2 separate regions of the Mus musculus genome follow, and region 1 is linked to region 2. A link is a contact called in public promoter capture Hi-C data. All regions are on one chromosome and are shown on one strand. Each heading gives the region's core, a stretch centred on a gene start, on an enhancer-like site or on the middle of the called end of the contact. The rest is flanking DNA. Distances are from core to core; before and after follow the strand shown. Region 1 holds the start of Endov (endonuclease V). Region 2 holds the start of Mfsd11 (major facilitator superfamily domain containing 11).

What was found. Capture Hi-C pulls out chosen DNA fragments and counts their contacts.
Region 1: a contact with region 2 is called in a promoter capture Hi-C map of liver, with 2.3 times the contacts expected there. The contact joins the promoter of Endov here to the promoter of Mfsd11 in region 2. A contact is called at or near these places in 1 of 39 promoter capture datasets (pre-B cells) and 2 of 9 other capture datasets (adipose tissue and liver).

Annotation. Positions count from the first base shown.
Region 1 is chr11:119,490,034-119,495,003 of GRCm38.p6, reverse strand. Endov (endonuclease V) reads right to left here and starts at 3,657. Exons shown (of 9, transcript NM_001164636.1): 1 at 3,545-3,657; 2 at 3,048-3,219. The coding sequence starts at 3,600. It overlaps A930037H05Rik (RIKEN cDNA A930037H05 gene), which reads left to right and starts at 3,769. Exons shown (of 4, transcript NR_153849.1): 1 at 3,769-3,961.
Region 2 is chr11:116,851,037-116,855,785 of GRCm38.p6, reverse strand. It overlaps Mfsd11 (major facilitator superfamily domain containing 11), which reads right to left and starts at 1,786. Exons shown (of 13, transcript NM_178620.4): 1 at 1,613-1,786; 2 at 1,088-1,143. The coding sequence starts at 1,708. It overlaps Srsf2 (serine and arginine-rich splicing factor 2), which reads left to right and starts at 2,692. Exons shown (of 3, transcript NM_011358.2): 1 at 2,692-3,218; 2 at 3,455-3,765. The coding sequence starts at 2,857. The coding sequence ends at 3,758.

The sequences.
Region 1 (4,970 bases), core at 2,408-4,907, 2.6 Mb before region 2:
CTTCAGAAGGAGTCAGATCTCATTACAGATGGTTGTGAGTCACCATGTGGTTGCTGGGATTTGAACTCAGGACCTTCAGGAAGAGCAGTCAGGTGCTCTTACCCGCTGAGCCATCTCACCAGCCCCCATATACTGACATTTTAACATACAAGATGATTGTACTAAGAAGTGGGTAGCATTTGTGAGGACACAGGAAGTGTAACTGGCCCCCAGACCTTAGCACAGCTGAATCCATGAAGACAACACCATTTCGGCTGCACAACTCAGCATATAAACAGCACTAAGACAATGGCCTAATCCATCAACAACGTCCATAGCGTTTTAGCAAAGTTTCAAGATGAACTAACCTCGCCTTTTAACTTCTGTAGCTCCACTTCTGACTGCTCTTGTTAAATGAAGTATATCAACCCAGAAAATGGCTTTGTGCTTGAAAGCTCACGCTGAGAAAGGCTCAGTGCTACAATGGGATCTCAAACGGCCACCCAGCTAATATTCCCTACTGGCTTAAGCCCAGGTCTGAGCAGTCGTCTCTGGTGACTACCCCACAACAGTAGAACCAGTAGAACCCAGAGAAGGGCTTGTCTGTATCCGAAAGTCTCAGAACCTCACAATCTCGTCCTAGTATCTGATCGTGGACCTTCCAGTTTTCACAGCTGTGAGAAACACTCACGTACAAGTGACCCAGCTGGAGGCCGTTTGCTCTGCCCCACCACAGAGACTGGAAAGGACGCTGAGAGACAGCGCTGGTCTTGTGGGATAAAGGAGGCTCAGTAGAGCAAGTAATGTCTAACCTGGGCGCTACAGAAAGTAGAAGCCAGACAGGTGACGACCACTCTAGGAGAGGTGTGCCTGCCAACACAGGCCAGCAGAACCACTGAAGGATTTAAAGTTCTGACAAATAGCGTGTAGGAAGTGCTGAAGGCAGTGGAGGAGGTGACGACAGAGTCCAAGAGGCCTCTAAGTCACAGGAACAAGCATGGACTCTACTGACCAAAGATCACGGCAAGGGCCTCGAGGGTTAAAGATCACGGCAAGGGCCTCGAGGGTTAAAGATCACGGCAAGGGCCTCGAGGGTTAAAGATCACAGCAAGGGCATCGAGGGTTTTTGCTGTTGTTTTAAGACAGCATCTCATGTAGCCCAGGCTGGGATTGAGCTTTGCTCCTCCTGCTGTAGCTCTCAAATGCCACGATTACAGGGGTGTGTGCTGCCATGCCAAGCAGGAAGTTTTAAAGGGCCTGTGATTGGATCACACCTGTTTTGTACAAACACTGCCCTCTTATCCATGGAGAGAAACAAAGAACAATACTTGAGGCAGGGGTGGGAGGGCGGAGGCTGTGAAGAAACAGGTAAGTAGCCTACAGAAGGGGTGACTGTGGCACACGTGCAAAGGACAGAGAGGAAGTCCTGAAGAGGTAGAAGACATGGAACTGGGAGGAAGACTGGGGAATACTGTGCAGGGGAGAATATGAATGAAGTATAATAATAAACACATGTGAAAAAAATTACTTTTTGTTTTTCAAGACAGGGTTTCTCTGTGTCGCCCTGTCTGTCCTGGAAATCACTTTGTGGACCTGCCTCTGCCTGCCGATTGCTGGAATTAAAGGTGTGTGCAACCACATCTGGCTGAAAAATATATTTTTTTTTACTTTAGCTCAAAAAATTAAAAATAACTTTAAACATGGCGCTACTGTGAGACAAGATGGAAAGCAGGAGGTTTGGGGAGGCAGAGATGTTCTGCTTGTGAAAAGTGTGGTGTGTACTGTGTGCCACTGAGGTGAGCAACCAGGATGACAACTGCAGTTCCTGAGAAGTGCGCCACAAAAGCCATCAAGGCTGCGGAAGGCCCTTCCTTCCCGACCCAGGCTACAGCGGCAGCAGTAAAATGTCCAAAATGGCAGCGCCTATCAAAATAGAGGCACTATGACATCTCCTCAGCCCAAGGCCATCACAGGAGCTGTCCATGGTGGCAGCACCTTTCCTGCCTCAGCCTACTTCTGTCCTGAGGAGCTGTCCACAGTGGTGAGACCTTCTTTCAATGCCCCAGCCTACAGCCTTGATGAAGCACCACTACCGGAGTTGTTCACAGAGGCAGCACCTCTCTCCAGCCTCCCCAGCAGCCTCAGAGATGGCACCTCAGCAAAAGCTGGCTGCCACCAGGAAGGACTTCCTACTCTAAGTCATGGCCCTAATACAGGGAAAGGAGGTGAAAAATCCAATGATCCCTGAGCCCACCCCAAGCTCAGGACTTGAGATCCCACAAATCCTCATTCTGGAAATCTCTGCCCTGAGAAGCTCTGTCCCCTCAGAAATCCTATAAAAGCACTGCCCCTTTGTCCAGTTTCCTGCTGTCTGCCCCCCCCCCCCCCCCCCCCCCCCCGAGAGCAGAGGGCAGCCATTCCTAGATTAGTCCCTCCTCCTCCTCCTGGAGTCTTCCCTCCAATAAATCTCTTTCATAAAATTTCCTGCTTGGTGTAACTCTCCTGTCAGAAAAGAAGCAAGGAAGAGAAGAGAAGAGAAGAGAAGTGGAGAGAGCGGGGCTGAGGCTTCCTCTCAGAGCTGTGTGGTTCCCGGGTCCTTGTGTCTCACGATGCCTTTCCATTGGGACACCTTTCCCCTCAGAATTTTAAGGTCCCTGGGCTTCCGAGTCCCTTCCATCTGATCAGAAACACAACAACCAGACCTGGAATTGTCTGTCGATCCTTTAAAAACTACTTTTAATTCACCATTTGTGTACATATATGTAGACCCGTGGGAGTTTATGTACATCACAAGCATCCTGGTGCCCATATTTCCTCTGCTTTTTGCTTTTGAAAACTTTTCTTCAAAGGCATTCCAATCTATTCATTACACTCTACAAACGGGGTGGAAGTGTATCAGTCCCTTGCCTAACACATTCGAGGGCCTGAGTCGGCTTCCTAGCATCAAATATATATATATACACTACGGGGTGCAAGTATTAAAAAAAAAAAGTAAATTTTATAAAACTGGACCCTGGCTCTCTGCCTACGATCGAACTGCACCGGGCGCAACATCCCACCCGGGTTACCTTGAGCTCGGGGTAGCTCAGCACTACCAGGGAAGCGCAGGCCCGGACACTGTCCCCTTTCACGAAGGACACATCCACGCCCCCGACCTTCTGCAGGCCCGAGAAGCTGGGGTCCCGCTGCCAGGCCTCCGTGTCCCGATCCACCACGCGCGCTTTCAGCCGGGCTTGTTCCCTAATAGGACACGAACATCAAACGGGCTCAGGGCCCATGGGAAGAGCGCGACGCTCGGGGCGTCCCCCCTCCCAGCCCACCCTCTCTCCTTTTTGTCCATCAAGCCACACTGAGAAGGAAAAGCTCTCGGCGATGGGAATCCCCGGTACCGGAAACGAGGACCACGCCCACAAAGGCTGGCTGCAACTTCCGGCAGCCGGCGGCCCGGAGCAGGCCTGTGCCGCAGCACCGAGGGTCAGTTTCCCAGCCGCCACAGGGGCTGTGAGGTCGGAGGTCACTGGAGAAGGCCACCCCCTTGGCTAATGCACGACCCCGACCCCATTACCCTTTCCACAGCGACAGGGTTTCCTCTGGCGGCCGCTCAGCGGCCGTGTGAGCCATGGCTAGCGCCTCGAGGCTTTGAGGACGTCACTTCCGGAGCGCCGGCGCCGAGCTGTTAGCCTCGCTCGTTTAGCGTCCCTCCGCTTCAGCTGAGGTTGCCGCCACCAGGGGCCGCTGTCACAGCAGTGCTGGGCGCCGAGCGCTGACTTCTTCCCGCGCGACTCTCTCAGATGCCGGCGTCCCGTCCCGTAGGTGGGTTGGCGCACAGGTTTGGGAAATGCAAGCCCAGCTCTGCGCCTTACCTGGCGCCTCCAGCCCTCCAGCAGCTTCGGCCCCGCTCTGAAAAGATTGGCCAGCAGTTGCATCCCTCGCACACACGGAGCCCTGAGCCCTGGGGTAACGCGGTTCCAATTACTGCCAGGTTCGGGTCCGCACATCGACACATTGCGTATGAGCACGCGCTTGCGGAGCAGAAAACCTCTGTGCAAACTTGAGACACCTTTGCAGCATAGATTTTTTCAGTTGTACCGATTGTGAGAAATTAGTCCGGAATAAGAACTCAAAAACCAGTGAAGTCGAGGGTCCTGGGCGTGGGCGCACTCCATTAATTCCAGCATTTGAGTAAAGAGGATCCCTGAATACGAGGCCAGCCTGGTTTACAGTAATTGAGTTCTAAGACAACCAGGACTACACGGAGAAATCCCATTTCGAAAAAACAAAAACAAAGGATCCTCCAGACCAGGGTGTGTGTGTGTGTTAGTTAGGGTTCTTCTAGAGGAAGAGAACCGATAGAAAATACATAAAGGGGATTTAGAGCTTGCCATAAGCAGGCAAAAAACAAAAGCTTCCTTCTTTCATGTCTTTTTATACAGGCTGCCACCAGAAGGTGTGTCCTAGATAGAGGGCAGGTATCTGGACTCTTAGGTTTTAGTTCATTCCAGATATAGCCAAGTCCACAAACAAGATTAGGCACTACAGGGTGTCAACCCAAAACAAAACGCAAAGTTGGCTATGCTCAACGATTTGGTGCAGAACTGTAGTTTTTATATTCTTGATTGCATTAGTCTGCCTCATTCATTTCCTGCTGGGTGAGTACTTAATGAGGACCAGTCTTTCTGTTTCTAGTATAGGTCTCTTACCCCAAATACCCATCCTGTCCGTTTAGTACCCAGAGCCTTACCTAATGTGTATCTCCCTCTCAATGACATGAGCTCAGCAGACTGTAGTGTTTTTTTTTTTTCTTAGAGATTTATTTTCATTCTTGTAAGTCTGGTAACGAATGCAGGTGCCCACGGAGACCAGAAGAGTTAGATTCCCCTGGAGCTCAAGTTACAGGAGCCTGTGGTCCTCTTGACATGGGTGCTAGGCATTGAATTTGGGCCCTCTGAAACAGCAGCACATATTTGGCAATTGCTGAACCAGCTCTCCAG
Region 2 (4,749 bases), core at 537-3,036:
GCTACAAATCCAAAGTACTACAGACCTGTGAAGTTTTCATTTTCTATGTCTAAACAGCATAAAAATCTTTTTTTGTTTTGTTTTGTTTTTTTGAGACAGGGTTTCTCTGTATAGCCCTGGCTGTCCTGGAACTTACTCTGTAGACCAGGCTGGCCTTGAACTCAGAAATTCACCTGCCTCTGCCTCCCAAGTGCTGGAATTAAAGACGTGCGTCACTACTGCTCAGCTTCAGCATAAAAATCTTTGTTTTTTTTTTTTTTTTTTTTCTTTTTGTTGTTTTTCGAGAAAGGGTTTCTCTGTATAGCCTTGGCTGTCCTGGAACTCACTTTGTAGACCAGGCTGGCCTCAAACTCAGAAATCCGCCGCCTCTGCCTCCGAGTGCTGGCATTAAAGGCGTGCGCCACCACGCCCAGCTTCAGCATAAAAATCTTAAAGCTTCTGATGAAATTATAAATTGAGAATGAGATTACAAAGCCTCAAAAATCCAATGTTTCAACAACTACAGCACTGTTCAGGATTAGAACATGATTTTGACAAGACTTGCATGCATATTGAGCCAGAAGCACTATACTGCCTGCATAGCCATGATCTTAGTAAAGAACCTGGGGTCACAGAGCTAACTTGCTGAACGTAGCAAAGCATCCCAGTTCTGAAGCCAGGCTTTCAATCCCAAAGCCTCCTAATTCTACAGAAGACCTTTAGTCATCATCGTAAAAGAATTTACCATCACGCTTATTTATTTTGGGATTCACGGCATGCACCCCCATGCCTGCTCTGTAACTTTATTACTACATTTTAAAATTTATGTTTGTATGGTAGGAGAGTGTTCTCCTGCGTGGAAGACACATGAAAACCTGCAGGAGCTGGTTCTCTTCTTCCACCACGTAGGTTCTGAGGATTAATCCACGTACTCTGGGAGGTATGGGTCTGTATCTACTGATCTACCTGGGTGGCTCAAACCTCAGAAAAAGAGAGACAGATTTGACACAATCATGGCTACTCTTCAGTTACAACATGTTATTGCTGGTTTTCCTGAGATGGATGGAACTATGACATGCAAAATAAAGTCATGCACACAGTACAATACCTGGTATATCCACTGCCATGAAAATCTGTGCTATTTAAGCTCCTGATGACAGTTTGCTGTGTGGAAGATAAAACTAATCAACAAAAATGTCTTGCCATCTCCCTCCCCGCAGGAAAGTCTAAATACTCAAAAAAAATGTTATGATCCACACCTCTCACCCAAGCCCACCATGAGAGGAGAAAAAAACCGACTCAATTGCCGCAGAAGATATACTCGAGATGGGGAAACAGATAATCAACTGTACCCACAAGCCACCCAAGCACTAAATACAGAGTTTAACATTCACAAAAATTAAAGTAACTATGGTCCATACTCAAATTGCAAGCCGCATCTGAGTATTAAACGAAAGTGTTTAACACCACGTAAACGCGAAATATCTGATACACAAAATTAAGAAAACGAGAAAGGGTAGGCTGAAAAACAGGAGGTGCAATCTTGGCGTGGTAGCGGACATAAACGTTTATTGTCACAGCTGGAATGCATTCAGACGGGCATTCAAAGGAAGGAGTACAGATTCCAACTCACCGCCACATTTCCACAAGTCTGAAAGGCGGTGAACATAAACATAAAGGCAACTCCTAAAATAACGATGTTGAAAAGCTTTTTAGACTCCGGGGACATTTTGGCTCCGCTTGCTCAGAGGCCAGCAGCGGCCCAGGACAGTCACCTCTTCTCCTCCAGTCGAACCCCCTGACAGCCCTGAGGGAAGAAACCAGATGAGAGAACCACGAAGCCAGACTGCCGATTTCCAATCTTGGGATGGGAATCGTGGGTTTAAGGGAAATCTCTCCCCACCGGTACAGTCGGGACCCTCCGGGGACGCGACCGAGTGCAGAGGAGACCCGGGGTCTACCCGCCGCAACTCCAGTTGCAGGGAACGGGATCCGGGGCAAGGACGAGCAGTAGCAGCTGCTGGGGCCCGCCCTCCCGGCCTGACTCACAGCAGATCACGAGACCGGTCAGCTGACCAGAGTCTGGTCGCAGCGCCCGCCGGGAAATGTAGTCCCGGCGCCCCGTGGGGGGAGGGGAGGGTACGGCCGCACGCTGTGGCTAGCGCGTACTTTAGGTCTACACTACCCGTCCCTTCGTAGAGAGCAAAGGCCCCGAGAAGTGAAACCAAGGCAGCGAGCCTCAGTCAGGAGCGGCGGGAGAGGGGAACGTGAGGTGGCCCCGGGACACAGAGAGGCAAAAGAGAGCGCAAGAACCGGCTCTGACAGGCGGGACTGAAGGCTGGGCGGAACGGCGCGTGGAGCCCGGGCATTGGCGTGGGGAAGGGGCGGGGCTCTGGTGGGGCGCGCTTCCTCTTTCTCCCTCCATAGAGCCTCGTTCTTCCCCTTCCCCGCGCTCTCGCGGACGCACCCACGGTAGAGCATTTGGCGGGCTTTCTAACTGCCTTCTCTGGCTGCTCCCCCGCCCCACCGCAGTGACTGCGCGCTTTCCGCCCGCCCGCCGCGCGGTGCGCAGGCGCACCTGGGAGGGGCGGGGCGCGCGGCGGCGACGTTACGCAACACGGCCGAATGGGCCAATCAGGAGATTCATTTCCGGGTGGCGCGGGCGCCATTTTGTAAGGGTGGGTATAAATGCGCGCTGGGGCCCGCCCGCTCGCTTAGTTGCTGCTCAGGCGTCCGTCAGGTTCGGGTGCTCTGCGGCGGCCTTGCGGCTCCCTCCCTACCCACGAGGACTGTAGCTACCGAGCGCCTGACGGAGCTGCGTTTCCGGAGAGCGAGGGCCTGTCCGGGGCGTTAGGGTCTCGGCGCCGCTTCGCAGCCATGAGCTACGGCCGCCCGCCTCCCGATGTGGAGGGCATGACCTCCCTCAAGGTGGACAACCTGACCTACCGCACCTCGCCCGACACCCTGAGGCGCGTCTTCGAGAAATACGGGCGCGTCGGCGACGTGTACATTCCGCGGGACCGCTACACCAAGGAGTCCCGGGGCTTCGCCTTCGTCCGGTTCCACGACAAGCGCGACGCCGAAGACGCCATGGACGCCATGGACGGGGCGGTGCTCGACGGCCGCGAGCTGCGGGTGCAGATGGCGCGCTACGGCCGCCCGCCCGACTCGCACCACAGCCGCCGGGGCCCGCCACCCCGTCGGTACGGCGGCGGCGGCTACGGGCGGCGGAGCCGCAGGTGAGCGGGGCCCGGGGCGGAGCGGGAGGCGGACGGGCACAAAGGTACGCGGAGCACGTGGAGCCAGCCCCTCCCTCGCGGCCGGGGTGGCAGCAGGGCCGGGCCACTCCGTGCGAGACCCCGCCTCGCGGCAAGGGAAATGGCGCCTGGCAGCCAGATAATGGCGGCGGGGCGGGCGGGGCGGGACCGGCGGCCTGCAAGCTCACCCTGTCGCTTCGTTCACGTCCCACTCGCAGCCCTCGGCGACGCCGGCGCAGCCGATCTCGAAGCCGGAGTCGGTCCAGGTCGCGAAGCCGCTCCCGCTACAGCCGCTCCAAGTCTCGGTCCCGCACTCGCTCGCGCTCCAGATCAACCTCCAAGTCCAGATCTGCCCGAAGATCCAAGTCCAAGTCCTCCTCCGTCTCCAGATCCCGCTCGAGGTCAAGGTCCAGGTCGCGATCGAGAAGCCCTCCGCCCGTGTCGAAGCGAGAGTCCAAGTCTAGGTCGCGGTCCAAGAGCCCACCCAAGTCTCCAGAAGAAGAGGGAGCAGTTTCTTCCTAAGAAAATGGTAATGTCTGCGGGAATCTGAGACACGCCCTAACTCCCGTGGGGTATGGAGTAGGTTTTTTGAGCCTTGTTAGCATAAAGACTCCTGGTGTTAAGAGTACTACTGCTCTGAAGTTACTCAGCTTTGGGAGTGATGCTGAAGAGGGGTCTGCAGAGAGGATTGTGTAAAGCTTAGATAGTAATGGCTGTTTCATGCTGTTTGAGACCTATTAATGAAAATGACTATTTCTTGCTGTTTTTATCCAACGTCTGCATTTTCCCCCTTTAAAGCTGCGGTCTCCTGTTTTATCAAAGAATATTGGCCAGTATTGCAGATTTTAACTGATTTGGCTGATCCTCCAGGGACCAGTTTCTGTGGGCGTGTATTGGAGCAGGTTTGTCTTTAAATGTTAAAGATGCACTATCCTCATAGAGAAAAACATTCAGTGCAACTGTTGTTGTGCTGACTGGGACTTCTTACTCTAATGGATGTGGCAAAGGAATTGCAATTAAGAAGCAATGAACTTTTGGAACCCCAAAAGAAAGTTACAGGTATTGATCCGCACCGGGTGGGGAAAGGATAGTGTGTCTTTAACTCTAAATTGTTTGGTCCTATTTTTCTTTTTAAAGGAAAGGGCCCTAAGTAGCTGATTAAGAACATCCTCAACTGCCAAACGTTTCATTTTCAAACATCTTACAAAGTGTAGACTAATTTCTGATAGCAAGTTTTTGTTTGGAAACAGCCCCACCCTGCCCCCCTACCTTTTTTTTCTTTTAACCCTCCCTTGCCTCCTTTTTTTTCCCCCTTTTTTCTTTCTTTCTTTTTTTTTTTTTTTTTTTTTTTTTTTTGGTCTTGGTTATTTGGCCAAGAATCACATATATCCGAACATGCTGGTGGTACCCTTTGGAAAAACTCCCATTTGGGCCTTTAAAAAAACTGATAATGGCCAGGTGGAACCTTCTGTAACCTACTTGTTTCACCAGAGCCTTAGTAAGTACATGCCTG